Linked DNA regions of Mus musculus: region 2 is linked to region 1. The links are chromatin contacts, called in public HiChIP or PLAC-seq maps. All regions are on one chromosome and are shown on one strand. The core of a region is the stretch at or near the end of the contact, and the rest is flanking DNA. Distances in the headings are between cores, read along the strand shown.

Evidence for each region. HiChIP or PLAC-seq counts read pairs in DNA pulled down with a chosen protein or histone mark.
Region 2: an H3K27ac HiChIP or PLAC-seq map of regulatory T cells shows a contact between it and region 1, with 4 times the contacts expected there. The contact joins the enhancer-like site here to the promoter of 2210417A02Rik in region 1. A contact is called at or near these places in 2 of 484 Hi-C or Micro-C datasets (CD4 T cells and bone marrow-derived dendritic cells) and 3 of 115 datasets of contacts at active chromatin or transcription factors (embryonic stem cells, pancreatic cancer cells and regulatory T cells).

What each region holds. Positions count from the first base shown.
Region 1 is chr5:148,737,807-148,744,025 of GRCm38.p6, reverse strand. 2210417A02Rik (RIKEN cDNA 2210417A02 gene) reads right to left here and starts at 2,186. Exons shown (of 2, transcript NR_028285.1): 1 at 2,042-2,186; 2 at 887-1,291.
Region 2 is chr5:148,622,720-148,628,395 of GRCm38.p6, reverse strand. No RefSeq gene overlaps it. Among named protein-coding and RNA genes, the nearest start is that of Gm36140, 8.4 kb to the left of the region's middle. Within about 2 kb of position 3,530, at least 56 of the 459 cell types and tissues checked have an H3K27ac peak or open chromatin away from gene starts, as enhancers often do. A contact at or near this core is called in regulatory T cells, where this site is marked.

The DNA of each region.
Region 1 (6,219 bases), core at 937-3,436:
CCTGCAGATGTGACGCTGATGACTAAGAGATGTGCTGTGAGACTCCTCGGGTGTGGGGTGGGGTCTCTGTCTTCCAAAAGTTAGTTCATATGAGTTAGTTCATATAGTGTGTAGCATATGAGGACAGCTAAGACCACAGCACACACACACCCCACTTAGAATAGCACACATATGGTAGCATACCACAGTACTATTCTGGTCTGTCTGTTAACCGTACACGCTGCTGGCAGACGTTATTTAAACACGTCTGGGATGCCAGACTCTTCTTCAGAGCCACCGTTTCGGCTCCATTTTTCAAACCAACTCAATTTAATGGAGGACCGACATTTGTAGCGTCCCTTGTGCGCAGGGTGGCCACTAACCCAGCCACTGTCCGTTAGGTGTAAGTGGGAGCAGATTGACTGAGACTTCTGGGAATGCTGTTTTCTAGGGGGGAAGGGGGGAGAGGTTGTCTATCCTTCTTCCTTCAAGCAGATATGGCGCCTGGGGTGCTCTGCAGGCATTTGGTGGTGGTGGTGGTGGGGGGGGAAGAAAGGTCATGAGCAAGATGGCCAACCAAAAGACATGGGAGATGGTTAAGTAGATTCATCATATCCACTCTGGGGCATCTCCCTTTGGCCTTATCACCTGGCCATAAGTATTCCTGTGTTGTTAAAGCCCACACAGTCAGATTTCAGTTAAATGCCAGAAAATCAATTCTAAAGGACTTGAGACTATTTCTTTATCGGTATGGGTCATACTCACTTAACTAATCCTCGAGGGTTGAAAATGGTGTGACCTTACAAAAAAGAAAGCTTAATGAGGCTTTTATCCACACAGGAGACTATTTTCTGCAAGATAAATTCCTATACTTTTGAGCCTTTGGGTCAAAGGGTAGATGTATTCAGTTTTTTAAAAAGATTTATTTTTAATTATGCGTAGGTGTATGTGTCTTGGGGTGCGGGGTATGTAGGTACAGGCAGATAACTTGGATTCCCAAAGCAAGAGTCTCAGGCATTGTGGGTGCTGGGACCTGAACTCAGTCCTCTGCAAGAGTGGTATATAACCTTAACTGACGAGCCTACTCTCCAGCCATATCTTCAAATCTAATCAATACTGTTCAGTTTCCTGCTGGAGAATTCTTAATGCACAAGGGCAAGGGTCACTCAAATGACGGCTTCAAGACATATAGAATCCAAAGCTTGACTCTTTCAGATCATCTCCTGGAGAACGGTTTTTCTTTTCTTCCTTAGGAATAGAGGGGCTTCAACGGGTCCTTCAACCGAGAACAAGATACGGGAAGGCTTACTTCCTGAGAGAGGGATGTAGGGAAGAAAGACAGAGGCGGAACTGTGTGCTGTTCCTTTCCCAGGATTCCCCTCAGGGTGCACAGCAGGTGGGAATCACAGCTGCTTTCTCAGACTTAGATTACAGTTCCTGCAAACAGACTCTCTTCTTTCCTTTTCTGACCCAGCAGACTGCTAAGGCGATTAAACATATCTCTGCTCTCAGGTACCAAGTGTGGTGCAGCAAAGAGTTGGACATTGTAACAGTTAGAATTAAGGCCCTTAAAAAGGAGATTCTAAAGGGGCTAGAGAGATGGCTCTGTGGTTAGGAACACTGGCTGCTCTTCCAAAGGGCCTGGTGGCTCCCAACCATGTGAAAGTGCCTGGGAATTTCCAGGTCCTGGGAATCTGATGCCCCCTTCTGGCCTCTATGGGTATTGCATCCATGTGGTGCACAGACATTTATGCAGGCAAACGTTCATACACATAAAATAAAAATAAATCTTTGAAAAGAGAGAAAGAGGGGCTGGAGAGATGGTTCAATAGTTAAGAGAATTTGCCATGTCCTGCTCCACACATCCTTCTCTCGGGCTTCTTGACTCAGCTTGCGGCTCTGTGAATTTTCTTCTGCTCGCCCAGAGCTCTGTGGCAGGGGTCACCCTTCCCACCTGCCTTGCCAGGTCGCCCTCCCCAACACCCCCACTGTTGCCCCATCTCCCCTGTCCCCAGTCAGGTCCCGAGTGCTCCCACCTGCCCTCTCTGCCAGCCACTCATACCTTGGACTCTTTGAGGGTGACTGGAAAGGAGAAGCAAGACCGTGTCGTCATCTAACTTTCCTGTGAAACCCGCGCAGCCGCGGGTCCTAGCACAGAGTCTGAGTTCAGAGTTTACAAAGCTTCTGTTAACTGCTTCCTGCTCTTCCAGCAAGTTCTACAAACCGAACTACAGTTCCCTTCAGGCTTCTCGAACTCACTTCCGGTGCTTCTTGCAGGAAGCCCGAGAGAAGGATGGGTGGAGCCCCACTGGGCTTTCCCCAATTCAATCAGTTTATAAACTAAACTTCATTTCCATGGGGGCAGCTCTTTGAGCTCCCCGCACCCGGAAGTCTCCAGTGGCTCCAGAAGTCTCCCTTGGCACTATCCCATTTCCTTCGGCTCTTCAGCATCACACACATCATGCCTTCACGTCTGAGCTCCTCTCCAGCCTGCAAAATGATCAACAGATGGGGACCACTGTGTCTCCAGAGCCTACCTCATAGTAGGTGCTCAATAAGTATTTGCCGCATGAATGGCTCTTCCGGGGTGCGTAGTAAACACTTGGTAAGAGTAAGCTGAATCATCGAAGGTCCATTTCTGTTTAAGCCTTTATCAACTCAAAACAGGAATTTGACAATGACACCCCCTCCATATTGGCTGCAGAACACATCCAGATTAACTGTCACAAAGCGCCACACTCATCAGGTAACTCTAAAGGAAATTTATCCACAGCTTCCCAATAAATTCTGAGCAAACCTCCCGCCCTCTGTGGCTGGGTCAGGGCCTACAGAATTTCTGGCTTGGAGCCTGGGGTTGTGATGTCAGCCTTCAGGGTTTCTGAGAGCTGAGTGTCTGCCCAGTGCTGTTTGTTTGCAGAACTGGCTCCCTCTCCTAAGCGCCCTGTTTGCACAGGGGTGTTTGCAGCTAGCCGCAGCCTGTGATTAAATCGAAAGCGGCTTGGTGTTTGAACTTGGTCATTCCTGAAGGTCACCAGTGGGCGGTCTCCAGGAGGTCAGCAGCTGCATGCACGAGGCCTTTCAATGACCCCTAATTAACATCTGTACTTGGGAGGACAGAAAAGAAAAAGAGGTGGTGTTTGGCATGTGTCTGGGTGGCTGAGTTATGACACTTTCAAACTTTAAGTGGTTATCTGTCTGATAATTTTTTTTTTTTTTAATGAGGAAGCCCGCTGTCCTTGGGCCCAGAAATATCTGGGTCTGGCTTTTCTAGACATACAAGGTGCTGTCTCGGCAAATTGTGGCTGTAGCTTGTGCAGATGGGAGGTGACACACCACTGGCTGCTTTTCGGCCTTGGGTATAATTGTTGGTGCGGGTGTTGTCTATGGCCCTGTTTACAAGCCTCTGGCAGCCCCTGGCATTAAACACCCCTGGGCGCTTCCTCTGCCAGGATGTGTCCATCTGGAAACAGGTGGGGGAATTATACCTTGGCAACACACACACACACACACACACACACACACATACACACACACACAAGGCCTAGCTATTTAAGCTCTTTCTTCTACCGAGGAGGAAGTCAGGTGATAGCACAGACCTTTTGACACCGGCTCTCCGTCTGCACTCAACAGTGAGTTTGAGCAATTTCTGTAGCTTGTACAGCCTCTAATTTCTCCATCAGTCCGCTGCAGATGATACTCGTTGTGAAGCTATTCCCGGGGAGTAAAGTACAATGGCTTGGACTAGTGTTTGCCTGGGACATGGGAAGAGCCGCCATTACCGATACCCCTCGGGGAGACAGAGCTGAACTGTAATTGGGTTTTAAGTCTGACTGCTGGTTCCGAATGGGGAGGGGGCATAACTGTGCTTACAGCCTCCGATGAGACGTGTCTGTGTGCCAGGTGTGTGCCGATAGCAAAGACTGGTTCTCAGGAGCTGCTGGGACCTGAGGGAGGAATAGACGTGTTTCACCTGTATCTAGAGCCACCCCACCCCATCCTTGGAGGGGCTTCTAGGCTCATTAACTCACCAAAGATCACCATCTCTCCCTGCCTCCCTTCCCCTATACACTCCAATGTGGGAGACTTAAAATGCTGAATTTATTTCTGAACTATGGTTTCTGCTCCTCTTCCTCTGCTGGCTGTCTCCAACCTAAGTATCACTATGACTATGCCAGGGGCCCCACCCCATGCAACACACACACAAACTGTGCCTGTGACCAGGGCTTTCATGGTTGCTTGGCTGAGGAGATCTTTTGGGAAAGCACTTGATCCACAGGGACATGTGGACCTTTGACCCCACAGGTTCTTAATAAGGGCAAGAATTGTTTGATGTATTGCACAGATGACTAGCCGATTCGGCTTTGGAAAAACCTGGAGTTGCTTGTAAAAGTTTCCACCTGCAGCGTCTTAAAGGCCACACTTGACACCTGGCAAGAGATGCCCAACTAGACCTCCCCTACCCTGAAGCTGGACCCGAGTTAGAAGCCACATTGGGTGTATTGGTGGTGGTGACAGCATCCTTGGAGTCTGTGAACCATGTATGCCCTTTGTGTTAGGAACTTGTTATTTACATCGACTTCTCAATCTCTGTAACAAACCAGTTAGCCACGCCCATTAGCCTCTTTCAGATGAGGAAGCTGAAGCTTGCAGACCTTAACCAACCAGGGGTTAGTAAGGTCTGAGTCAGACAGGAAACCACCCACATCTGGGCACATCCGGACACTCCAAGCTTAGCAAGCTTAGCTGGGATGGCATCCTGATGGTCCTTCCCACTGGTTGCTAGTGTTGTGAAATGCATCAGAGAGGTGTGGTCTGAGAGGCTCACTCCCACAGAGCCTCTGCACACCCTTCCTGTGCAGCTTGCTTTGTCTGTGCATCTCTACTGCCAGTGGCTTGGATTCCCCAAGTCGGTTCTTCTAGTCTCAACTTTCTCAGGCTGTCTGTGTCCCCCCCCCCCCCCAGGCGTCCCCACCAGTGCCATCCCAGCACAGCTGAGGTGCCATATCTAGCATGTGCCTCCTTCTTAGGGGTCCCAAGTCCATAGAAATCGCCTTCTTCTTCCCCTCATCTTCAGGTCCCAACTGCTTGACAATCTCCATTCTTCCTACTGCAATGGCTGTTTCCGACGCCTGGTCCTTAATGATGTGCCCTGCGGTCACAGGAAGTCCTCTTCTGCCACCTGTCGCAGCCATGGAGAGGAAGGGTGTGAGAGATCCCGTCCCATACGACCAGTCTGCACCTTTGATTAGGATTGATTATGAGAGTACATGGTATAGTAGGTTAGACGGGGGCCACTGTGTTTCATAACAAATAAAGAAGAGAAGTCGCTGGGTGGTGGTGGCACAGGCATTTAATCTCAGGATTCGGAGGCAGAGACGGAGAAGGAGGCAGAGGCAGATCTCCAGTTTGAGGCCAGCCAGAGGTGGGGGGGGGGGCGTAGCCAGACAATCATTTAGCAGTTAATACAGCTGTTGAATATGTAAATTGCACCTCTGTATAATTATCGTACAGTGAGAACAACTGGTTTTTTAACTTATTATTGATTCTTTGTGGGGTTCACACCATACACCCCAATCCCACTCGTCTTCTGTCCTTTCCTATCCACCCTCCGCCCTTGCAACCCCTGGAAAGAAAGTTAAGATAAAATCTTGTGGTGGAAGCTGTAGTGTGTCACAGTGTGTCCCCCAGTACACCGTTTTTGTCCACACCTCTTTACTTGCAAATGTTCATTGTGATGAGTCGTTGGCCTGGTCCGAGGCCTCTGGCTTCTGCTACTCCATTAAAGCTGAATCCTCAGGGACTCCTGTCAGACACCCCATTGTTGCCCTGTACGGAGGTGTTCCTGCAGCTTTGGGTCAGCAGGGCTGGCCCCTTCGCTCCCTCCAGCAGTTCATAGATGGGGTAGATTTGGGGTGGGCCAACTCAGTGCCCTGGTTCTGGGGCTGGGTGGTATCGAGTTGGTCAGCCTGGCAGCTCTCCCAAACCCGCACCACCAGAGCCAGCTGGACTGTGCTGCCCAGGCGAGGCCAGCTCTCCACATGTGGCTGTGAATGACTTATTCTTATAGCTGTAGATTAGCGTCTCTTTTAATCCTCACCAGAAAAGTTTCTTTCTGTTGTAGATGACAATGAACACAGAGTCCCACTACCAGTCATGGTGCAGAGGACAGGAGACTAGGGCGTGCTCATCTCTAAATGGAACATCCACATCACTACCAACCTCCCAAGGCCCAGGGACCAC
Region 2 (5,676 bases), core at 2,281-4,780, 120 kb after region 1:
TGGAGGTACTGGTTAGTTCATATTGTTGTTTCACCTATAGGGTTGCAGACCCCTTCAGCTCCTTGGGTGCTTTCTCTAGCTTTCCACTGGGGGCCCTGTGTTCTATCTTATAGATGACTATGAGCATCCACTTCTGTATTTGCCAGGCACTGGCATAGCCTCATACGAGACAGCTATAACAGGGTCCCTTCAGCAAAATCTTTCTGGCATATACAATAGTGGCTGGGTTTAGTGGCTGATTATGGGATGGATCCCTGGGTGGGGTAGTCTCTGGATAGTCCATCCTTTCATCTTAGCTCCAAACTTTGTCTCCGTAACTCCTTTCATGGGTATTTTGTTCCCTATTCTAAGGATGAATGAAGTATCCACCCATTGGTCTTCCCTCTTCTTGATTTTCTTGTGTTTTGCAAATTGTGTCTTGGGTGTTCTATGTTTCTGTGCTAATATCAACTTATCAGTGAGTGCATATCTAATGACTTCTTTTGTGATTGGGTTACCTCACTAAGGATGATATCCTCCAGATACATCCATTTGTCCAAGAATTTCATAAATTCATTGTTTTTAATAGCTGAGTAGTACTCCATTGTGTAAATGTACCACATTTTCTGTACCCATTCTTTTGTTGAGGGACATCTGGGTTCTTTCCAGCTTCTGGCTATTATAAATAAGGCTGCTATGAACATAGTGGAGCATGTGTTCTTATTACCAGTTAGAACTTCTTCTGGGTATATGCCCAGGAGAGGTATTGCTGGATCTTCCGGTAGTACTATGTCCAATTTTCTGAGGAACCTCCAGACTGACTTCCAGAGTGGTTGTACAAGCTTGCAATCTCACCAGCAGTGGAGGAGTGTTCCTCTTTCTCCACATCCTCACCAGCATCTGCTGTCACCTGAATTTTTGATCTTAGCCATTCTGACTGGAGTGAGGTGGAATCTCAAGGTTGTTTTGATTTGCATTTCCCTGATGATTAAGGATGTTGAACATTTTTTCAGGTGCTTCTCAGCCATTCAGTATTCCTCAGTTGAGAATTCTTTGTTTAGCTCTGAACCCCATTTTTAATGGGGTTATTTGAATATCTGGAGTCCAGCTTCTTGAGCTCTTTGTATATATTGGATATTAGTCCCCTATCAGATTTGGGATTGGTAAAAATCCTTTCCCAATCTGTTGGTGGCCTTTTTGTCTTATTGAGTAGTCATGTATATTATCTTCATGGAAAACAGGCACTTCCCACAGGACCCCGTCTCCTCTGAACCCCGCTGCTGCTGACGCAAACCTCTTGCTCTCAAGGCTCAAGACCTCTCAAGTCTACCTGATGTTGCTGCTTGCCTCGCAGCTGACACATTCTCTACAGCTCACCTTTCCTCCTCTCGCACATGGCTCGTTCATCTTCATCCCTTTTTCTTGCTCGTTGGATTTTCCTGATTTATGCCAGGGACTGACCTGAGGTCTCATTCATGCCAGGCAAACACTACCGCTGAACAATCCCCTATCCTGTGATCCAGTCTTGATGAAGGAGTTCTGAGAGCTCCTTCTCCTACACTGTCTCTTGCTTCTCAGACTCCTCCTCAACAGATGTTGGTCAATTGTAGCACAGGCTGAGCTCAAACACTTGACTTACATGCCTCTGCCCCACAACCACTTGGGTTACACATTGTACTAGCATGCTGCACTCAAGATGCTGCCTACTGAATAGAGTATGATGCTAGAGTCCCCCACATCTTGCCTTTCTTTTTTACTTGGGCTAAGTGAGGCCTTCCTCCTCCCTGGCTGTTAATAACAGGTTTGCCCAGCTTGTTCTTGGCAAGGCTCACTTTTCCCAGGGAATAATGAAGTTTTGCACCACCACAGTCTTCTCATCAAGGAGGGACACTGGCAGGTCCTAGACTCCTGCTGCTGTCTCACCCTAGCCTCTCGGTTCTATATCCCCTCACCAGGTATATGTCTGGTCGTGGTATAGGGATCATTCTAAATGCTTCAACTGCCAGTCCGTGCGTTGTCTTTCCCAGTCCCATTAACTCACAGCAGTTAAAATAGATTAGTCACCTGTTAGGCAGTTCCTGATTTCAATATGCTGCTCTCAGAGACCTAGAGTCATAGAAGCACTGAGACATGAACCAGGGAGGAAAATGGTGGGGCAGCTCACCAGATCTCAGAGCTTATCATCCACTTCCTGTTAACTGCTTATGACTTATCCTGTATCTATCTGCCAGTGCCTGAGGCACACCCGAGTCACCTGAATCTGTAGTAGATGACTACTGTGATATGGAGAAAGAGGAGTTGTTTCTCTCTGCCTCTGGCGACAAATTTAGGTCCATCACTTGTCAGGGGTATATCCTGTCCCAAGAAGGAAAGTCAATTGGCCTGGAAATGCACACATCCGTCATTGTCATCATCATCATCAATTACAATTTATTTATTTTATGTGTGTATTTTTGCCTGTATGTATTTATGCATACCAAATGTATGCCTGGTACTTACAAAGATCATAAGAGGGCATCAGATCCCCTGTAACCGGAGTTAGAGCCAGTTGGGGGCCATTATGTGAGTACTGGGAACCAAAATCAGGTCCTCTACAACAGTAGCCAGTGCTCCTAACCACTGAGTCAACTCTGCAGCCCACACAGGAGACCCTTACCACTGCAAAGTATAAGGAACAAACCACCACTTGCAGAGAATTGACAGCTCTGGGGACTGCATGAACCTCATGGAAAGTCCAAAAGGGTCACTTTGAGGGTGGGGCATTCTGGGTGTTTTCTGAAGCTGGGGTGGCTTTCTCTGGATTCCATGTCCACCTGCTTCCAGACTCTAACAGTTGAATACAATTAACTAATGGCGCACGGGGGAAGAGGTCATGGTATTTATACTCTTAATGTGTACTTTCAGCCTTTGCAAAAAGCAGCTTCAACATCTCTCCCTAACAATGAGAATTTGTGAATGGCCGTTCCTTTCCAGAAATAAACTGTAATTTCAGAAGGAGCAAGCCCAGGAAAGCTTTGTTCCTGGGTTGCCTGCCTTTTCCAGGACCGTCAATGCACCGCATAGGAAGAGCTGTTGAGAATTGTCAACGATGTCAACGCTCCTCATGAAAAGGGACCTGGGGTTGCATTGTACAAAGGTCTGAATAACTCACTGTTCTCCGCAACGAGAATGAGATTTCTCGTTGTCATGGTTACCGTTAACAGTAATTCAATTCAACATGACATATATACATACATCAATGACGACGTCAGACTTGACCTCATTGTGTCTGAAAAGAAGCTCTGATGCTTGCCTTTGGAGGTCCTGTTAGAGCCCCAGAAAGCCCCGTGCAGCTCTGGGCTCCTTCCGTACACTGGTTCCATTGAGTTGCTGGATCTCCCCCACGGCAGGCACTACGCTGGACTTAGAAATGCCACAGTAAATATCTCAGGTCTTCCTGTGAAGAGTTTGGACTCTAAAAGGTAAAACAAGATCAGTCAGTCTATCACAGAGCATAAGGGCCGGGTGAGCAGGAAGGTTCTGTGAAACCAACTCTAGAGGCATACACTTATGCAAATGAGCAGGCCTGGTGTCTGAGGCACAGGAAGTGACGTTCCAAGTGACTCCGTTTCCTAAACGACGGCTTCAACGACTTAATACAGCAAAGCGGTAGGCTAGCATCTAGTTAAGGATCTCTGTGGGCTAAAATCAAGGGGTTGGCAAGTCTGTGTCCCCTTTTGGAAGATCCAGAGAAAAATCCACCCACTTCCTTGTTCTTTGCAGCCTCTCAAGACCTCCTTCCTCCGTCCTCACGCCTAGCTATATTGTGTGTGTGTGTCTCTCTCTCTATGTAGATGAATATGGCCTTGAACTCATAGAGATCCACCTGCCTCTGCCTCCCCAAGTACTGACGTCTACTCATGGGTTTTAGGATTTTGGATGTGGGTATCGTTGAGTATCATTATCTTGTCTATGAGACTGAGGAAAGACTTGTCACCTGTCTCTCCTGTATGTTTAGTTTTGTTGTTGTTGGAGGTGGCTTTTTGTTTTGTTTGGTTTGGTTTGGTTTGGTTTGGTTTTTCGAGACAGGGTTTCTCTGTGTAGCCCTGGCTGTTCTAGAACTCACTCTGTAGACCAGGCTGGCCCTGAACTCAGAAATCCACCTGCCTCTGCCTCTCAAGTGCTGGGATTAAAGGCATGCGCCACCACCGCCCGGCTCTCCTGTATCTTTAAGTTATTGATATTGTTTTATTTGTATATTATTTGTTTGGCTTATATTTTCCAACCCCTTCCTGCTTGGTGATACTGTTTGATATCTGTGCTGGGCCAAGCTGAGGGGTGGGGTCACCTCTGAATGGCTCTGCTTGATGTTGGAGTATGGGAGAGTTGGCTCATTTTATAGTCATGTCTCATGGGCAATTGTTTTAAGAATCTGTTCCCTTGAAACCAGGTTCAGTAGGTGAGGCTCACCCTGTCTGGTGCAGCTTCGAAGACGGCGTATGGGGATTATGCTGTCTATGACTAGACACGGGGTTAGGTGGAGTCAAGTAAAGAGGACAGTTCACTGGGCTTCACGTTAGTTAGCAGATAGAGGTTGGTCTGGTGGTGGTACACAGGCACTTCCTATTCAGAATGACGGCTCGAGAGATGGCTTTGCATTAGCAACACATACCACTCTTGCTAAGGACCTGAGTTCAATTACCAGGACCCACAATGAGCGGCTCACAACCACCCATAACTCCAGTTCTAGGAAGACCCAACTTTGGCCTCAATCAGTACCTGCATTCAGTGCACACACTGACTGACACAAATACATAGAAGTAAAAACTATAAAGCAAATCTTGTTTTGTTGTTGTTGTTGTTGTTGTTGTTGTTGTTGTTTTAAGAAAGACTGAAAACCATTGAGGGAGGCCAGGATGAGAGGTTTCTCACTAGGGGCCCCTGCCCTCCACCTCCCCAGTCTAACATGGCTTCTGGTTTTTTCTATAGTGGACTCCTTTGCTATCGCCCACACTGAAGCTACTGTTGGTATTTCGAGGCAGACCATCCCCAGTGTGGGTGGTGTGGGGCGGATCCCCAGTAAATGTTTGCTGAATTAATCAGATAGGTCAAAATAGGGCTTTTCACATCACTCTTGTTCAGAAACCTGCCGTTGCTCACTCCCTCCACTTTAAAACATCCATTTGTGTTAAATGTACTCTGTTTCCATCGGCCCGTAGTTTAGGTGGGGCAACGTTGCCGAGAGGACCACTATAACTACATGGCTTAAATGATAGACTTTCATTTTCCAAAGATCCAGATGCTGGCTGAGGGAGTTGGGGTAGGGTTCTTCTGAGACCATGTCTGTCTGCTCACTGAGCCCCTACAGTTTGGATCTGAATATTTGGATAAAGTCTGCCCAACTAGAACATTCTGTACAAATACACCAAAAATCAGAAACACTTCTGGTCCTTCACATTTCAAATACAGTGTGACTCAACCAGTCTCACCTCATGATGCAAAACATAATAATAACATATTGTTGCATGTGTTTGAGTGATAGACGCTTGCTAGACAGACTCCATCTCCAATTCCTCTTTCTGGCTATGAATGCTCACCCAGTATCTAATGAGTGAATGAAGACAGTGCAGAGAGCATTGCCACACCACTGGAGTGTAAAAGATAAGGTACCAGGCGGGTGCAGAGATGGCTCAGCAGATAAGAGCACTTGCTACTCCT